2 separate regions of the Gossypium arboreum genome follow, and region 1 is linked to region 2. A link is a contact called in public Hi-C data. All regions are on one chromosome and are shown on one strand. Each heading gives the region's core, a stretch centred on a gene start, on an enhancer-like site or on the middle of the called end of the contact. The rest is flanking DNA. Distances are from core to core; before and after follow the strand shown. Region 1 holds the start of LOC108457757 (protein OCTOPUS-like). Region 2 holds the start of LOC108459003 (protein DEFECTIVE IN EXINE FORMATION 1-like).

The links. Hi-C and Micro-C count contacts between places; a contact is called where the count stands out from the background.
Region 1: a Hi-C map of leaf shows a contact between it and region 2, with 3 times the contacts expected there. The contact joins the promoter of LOC108457757 here to the promoter of LOC108459003 in region 2. A contact is called at or near these places in 2 of 5 Hi-C or Micro-C datasets (both in leaf).

Annotation. Positions count from the first base shown.
Region 1 is chr4:108,105,044-108,108,157 of ASM2569848v2, reverse strand. LOC108457757 (protein OCTOPUS-like) reads right to left here and starts at 1,471. Exons shown (of 1, transcript XM_017756886.2): 1 at 1-1,471. The coding sequence starts at 1,233.
Region 2 is chr4:107,943,581-107,946,608 of ASM2569848v2, reverse strand. LOC108459003 (protein DEFECTIVE IN EXINE FORMATION 1-like) reads right to left here and starts at 1,610. Exons shown (of 13, transcript XM_017758378.2): 1 at 1,113-1,610; 2 at 881-991; 3 at 631-713; 4 at 385-502; 5 at 52-212. The coding sequence starts at 1,249. It overlaps LOC108460788, which reads right to left. Exons shown (of 18, transcript XM_017760438.2): 15 at 2,858-2,947; 16 at 2,666-2,750; 17 at 2,431-2,564; 18 at 1,813-2,341. The coding sequence ends at 2,198.

The DNA.
Region 1 (3,114 bases), core at 222-2,721, 160 kb before region 2:
AAGCGATTCATCCTCCTCAGTAACAGAATTCATAGCCGTCGGGTCCTCCACAGGGATCTGAGTATCAGACCTCATAACATGATGAACTGGAGCATCTTCCGCAACGGAAACCATTGTGGGCATTCTTGGGAACATTCTCCCCATCAGATATCCATCGCAGGAAGCTCTTGGTTCATCAAAAGAATATCTGGGATCATCACATGACATTCTTGCTGCATCAAAAGACATCCTTGGTGCATCAAATGACATCCTCCCAGCATCAAGGGAAAACCTTGGGTCTGTATCACAAGACCTTCTCCCGAACCCATAATCCGCAATTTCTGACTGGGTTTCTCTGTATTGTCTGCCTATGGGCTTCTCCACTGGCAATCTCGCTGACCCACATCCATTTCCCCTCTTTTTAAGTTTTTGTTTTTGCCTCCATTTTTGTAATTTCTTGCTGAAGACTGAAGCAGCTGACCAGAAACTCCCAGCAATCTCTTTGAGATCTCGTCCAGAAGCGTTCTTTGTTTGCGAATCAAGATCTATATGATCCTTCATGGGCTTCAGCTCCTCTTCTTGGCACAGTTCCTTTTCGTATTCTTCCACAATTTCTTCAACTTTCTCTTCTATCAAATTCGTAGCAGAAGCAGCCACATTGGGCGGTTGTTCTTCTACGATCACTATGTCGTCATTGTGATCGGTTTCACTCTCAGTTTGGTCTTCTTCTTTGCTTTCAAAAACAGGACCTTGACCAACAGTCGAAGAAGCCAAATTTCGAGCTTCAGCTTCAGCAACTTCAGAAGACCTCCCGTTTGCAGTTGCTTCTTGATAAAAGAGTGACCAAAGGGTGTTTCGAGCCCTAACGTCACAAGATTTCCTCTGGGGCTCAAAAACACCAGAGAAACCCTCGTTTTTCGAGGCCGAAAAGGACTTTGTTCGCCGGAGCTCGGGAAAAAACCCGGACTGTGTGCCACCTCCTCCGGAAGGCTTGAAAATGGCTTTAAGTGCAGCGGTGGCGGTTGAAGTACTGGCGGCGATGGGAGGTTTCCGAGAAGAAGAAGAAGCAGAAGAAGACGAAGGCTCGAGAACAGCGAGACGTTCGTAGAGGCATGAGGGGCAAAAGCCAGTAAAATGCTCTTGAGGATGGCGGTCACAGGAGGTAGAAGGACGGTGAGGCTGAGGCGGTTGTGGCGGCGGTGCTAACCCAGGAAGTGGTGGCTCCACGTTGGGATTCATAACCGGTAGTGGCATGAGAGGAGCGCTCTGCTCATATTAGTAGCTTCAGTCAGAGAAAATTAATAAATTATAAAATTATAAAATAAAAAATAAAATGTAAGAGAAATTAGTTTTTGTTTAATTTGGTTTTCCCCTTTCCCTCTGGGATTGGGCCTTTCAATACTGTTTAGCTCCAACAGACAGTGAGAAGAAAGAAAGAGAAAACAGAATGATGGTAGTAACGGGAAAAAAATTAGAAAATAAAGATAAATAGTAAAAAGAAGAAGACATAAATAAATAAATAATAGAAAATCTCGGCGAGTGACCCATGACACGTATACTTTAGTTAGGGTTTTCCACTTAAATATTGTAAAATATTTAATTAAAAGGGATAAAACAATTTTTAGTCCCTAAATTTAACTATTCTTACAACTTGGTCCTTAAACTATTTTTGGTCCACATTAGTCCCAGAACTTGGTAACTTTTTTTCAATTTGATCCCAAGGTGTGATGACATGACACTCTTAGATTGTACTATATCATCACTTGAAAATTTTAAATATATATAATTAAAAAATAAAAAAATCCAAGTAGCGACGTGGAATAATCTCAAAGTGTCACGTTGACATACCTTAATTGAATCCAACTTTAGGGACCAAATTGGGAAATTTTCCAAGTTAAAAACTAATGTGGACAAAAATAAATTTATGGATTAAGGTGAGAAAAGTTGCTAAGTTTAATGACTAAATGTTGCCTTATCCCGAATTAAATCTTAAAATAGGTTTCTTCAAAAGTTAATTCTCAAAATGTGTTTTTAGGGTTTGAGTTTTGTAATATGTAATGTGCCATCAAGCTTTTTGCATCCCATTAGAATCAAGGCAATCATTATGAAATGATTAAAAAGGTACCTATAGATATGAAGTTCACCATAAATTATTTAAGTTTTAAACTATAATAATATAATGTAATTTTGTAAGGACGTGGATAACACTTAAATAGAACTTGACATCCGTAGGTTTCAAGGTCTTCATGGTTTTTTTAAATATGTAAATAGTAATCTATATCCGATTATTTGAAAAGAGAAACGAAACTTTGAATACACCTCACCACCTCTTTAAAAAACTTCTAAATGAACCTAACCTTAAAATCTATAAATATTCCATCCAACTCATTAGTTTCTTTTAGAAAACCCAAAATATTCGTTTTATACATTTTATACTATGATACATACTTAAGATTTTCTAAATAAATGTTTTCAATCATAAAATGATATGTCACTCAAAATTTTACAATAATGGAGGATTCTCTAATAGTTCATTGTCATAGTAATATGGGAGTAAATCCACTTGATAGTAGAATCATTCATCACCTAATAGCCATTGATTTCAATAATGATAGCTTTGGAAAGTTATGTCCATTTCGACATTCATCTCTCTCTGATTGACTAATGGAGACCCGAGACTCATACATTTTATCTCTTATATAAAAAGTAACAATAACGTTAGAAGATGTGACATTACTAACCATAAGTCTGATTTCTTTAGACTTTGAGTTAAGGTCACATGGTAAAATAGATGATTTAAGCATCTCCCAATGAATCCAGCACTTGAAGATATTGAACATCATGCTAGAACTTACATTTTTCACTTGATTAGAGGTGTGCTGATGTCAGAATAATCTGACAACTTAGTTTATACCATATATCTCCCATTATTATATAATTTTAGAATGACGAATACGTACAGTTGAGGGTCTGTTGTTTTGACATGCCTATATAGAAGGCATTATGTAATGCATGTAAAGTGGGGAACAATAAAGAAACTAGCTCCTTTATGATTTTATAATCATGAGAGATGTCAAATATCATGGATTGCGCGTCTATGCCTTTTCAAAATCTTAGTTTCTCTCTTGTTAGAAC
Region 2 (3,028 bases), core at 361-2,860:
GAAAATTAGAAGTAAGAGGGATATAAATTATTGAAACTTGGAATAGCATACTGCTCATTGCATTCATTTTAGAAGCCTCCTCCAAAAGCAAATCATCATGAACATCTGGATGAGAACGGTCCGCTGGATCAGGATGCAATCCCACATACCAATCTTTAAGAACTTTTCTACGAGGTACTGACAATTTATCAGTCATAATGTAGCCTGAAATCCTAAAAGTAAGAAACTTGGAGAAATTAGTATGCAAACATCACCACCACGAGTTCCTGTAGCAACTTAGGAAAGGAGCAGAAACTTGGAGAAATTAGTATGCAAACATCACCACCACGAGTTCCTGTAGCAACTTAGGAAAGGAGCATTTTAGATAGTGAGCAATTAAATAACCTGAAAAAAAGTACTTCGCCATTGTAGGTAGCCAGAGCAATTTCTGTGACACCATCATTATCAATATCAAACAGGAGAGGACTAGAATGCACGGTTGACTGGTGAAAAGCAGGCCAACCTGCCATATTATTGAAAACTCAAAGACATCAACTTTAATAAAATTACTACAGATTGCAGAACTAAATAAACAAGTTTATCTTAAAAATTTGATTCGAACATGGGCAGAAGAAAACAAAGGATTAGTACCCGGCATTTTGTCGCCATCAGAACCTTCTAGAACTTCTAGGTAGTGAACAAATGCGGGAACTACTATATCAAGCTTCCCGTCACTAAGAATTACACAATCGAGTCAACTAAATCATGACAAAAGATTAATTTACTATAAAATCAGTAGATTTCGGAAAATGAAATGAAAAGAAATAAAATTTTAATACATCAAAAGATCACCACGCAATAAAAGAAAAAAGTAAAATTTAAAGGAAGACTAAAACTTCACCTATTGATATCTGTGATCAACGGAGTAGCAAAAATGCTAGAGCTGACCTCTGTTTGCCATCTAAGTTCTAAATTTCGGGGGCATTGTGTGTTCAACAAGGCATCTTCATCCCTACACATTCAAACATGATAAATTTTCTTATAACAACAGCTCCTCTCCTCTGATTGAATCCAATTGCCAAATCCGAAAAAAAAAAGAATATTAAGATCGACGAAGGTAGAAACGAACATACATTTCGGGATAACCAAGTTCGTCGTCCGTGGCCCTTCGTTCACGGAATTTATTTTTGGAGTCCTGGCCATAAGTGAAACTCCAGCGAGTAATCAAAAGGAAAAGAAACCAAACGACCCTAATGTCGAAGGATATCATACTGTCTGATGGTTTTCACTCCAGAAATTTTGGAGAGAAAAGAATAAAAAAATGCGTAACTATTTAAGGAATATTATTTTGCAGATGAAAGAAAATTTGGAAATGGGAAAAGAAGATGATAGAAAATATTATAAACCCTGATGTAGCGATTGAATGGGGTGAATTCAACTGGTTAGTTTTTATTTGTTGTTTAATCGATGATTCAATGAATTAAAAACAACTGATTTGATTCAATTCCCCGAAAAAAAAATTATTTTGGATATAAAAAGAATTTTTAAGATCAATCGCATTTCAATTAAAAAATAAATTAAGGTGGTTGATTGTGGCAGTTGTTATTTCATTTGTTTGGCACTGTATCAGTAAGAGTGAAAATAGCATATGTTAACAGAATCGCCATTTACACTTATTGAGTTGATTTTGTCCAAAGTACGTGTTATTCAAAACGTAAATTCCAACCTAACCAAACGAATAGCCAAGTTTAGTTACCTTCGAACGGCTCATCAACTTCTTTTCAATTACTACCACTCGGCCCAACTCAGAGTATCACTTAAAACCCAGCAAAATAGTCACAGAAGACAGGAAAATGGCTACTTCTAATATTACTCAAGGGATCATCAGTACAGGGGAGAAACTAGAAAAAGGAATACACTAATATACATTGGTTACCCTAATTCTAATCCTCTTCATCTGAACGACTGTAAGAAAAATAGTTTCCAACCTGAATGTGGCCCAACTATTCAACTAATGTACCACCCAGGATCATACAACTCACCCTACAAGACTAACAGGAGAGAGAGCTAATTACATGATGCCCTCACCAGCTTAGGTATGCACATAACTCTCAAGTTGCAACCAACAGAAACTTGGACCACGCATGCAATCAAAGGCACACCCAAGCATCCAATACCTCAATAGAATCAACTACACACCAGCCAGCATGCTGTTCGGTTACCTGCGTCGTGCTGCATTTGCATGCATGCGTGCCTTGCTGTCAATCCTTATTCTATCAGCATACATGGGCAACTGAATAATCTCATTTATCTCATTTAATAAGATTTCCTCTGTGATGTTATCCCTTATACTTCGCATAACCTGTTCTTGCATAAGCAAATAGCTTTTACTTTCTGCTATTAGATAAGGAAAGAATTTAACTATTTGTCAAATTACCAAATGAGTCGGACCTTCCTAAAAGTATTGATATCATTGGGAGTCGACTTATCTGTCCTGATCCGCATATAGACCCACACATGTTCATCAGGATCCCAAGAACACTCTATAATTTTCCCAGAGAAAGAAGAAGGGGGATCTGGAACATCTGCAAGTAATTCATAAAAGTGAGAATAATAAAAATTAACATTTTTTATCTCAAATAAAACAACAAAAAAAAGGGAATAAACACAATCACTTCACGGCAACCTCTAAATTCAACTTTATTCCCTTCCATCAACTTCTTTCTCCCCCGTTCAAACAGAAAAAGCTGTTCACGATCGTCACTACCAATCTGTCAAGACATAAAGCTTTCAGTTTAACGATGAATATCAACAAATTCTTAAAGCCAAAAAGAGCCTATTTAACAACAAAAACCAATTAAAAGAAGATGAGGACAACCTCAAATAGAACGTCAACAGAGTTCAGCCGAGCATATTTCCACTTCAGAAGACCTTCATGAGTACGAGGTACATAAGGATCATCCCAGCCCTGAAAAAATATATAATAAAATAAAATCAGTAACCAGGTGCAGCTAAATGCATAACATTCTTTTCCCACAGAGCAGGCCTA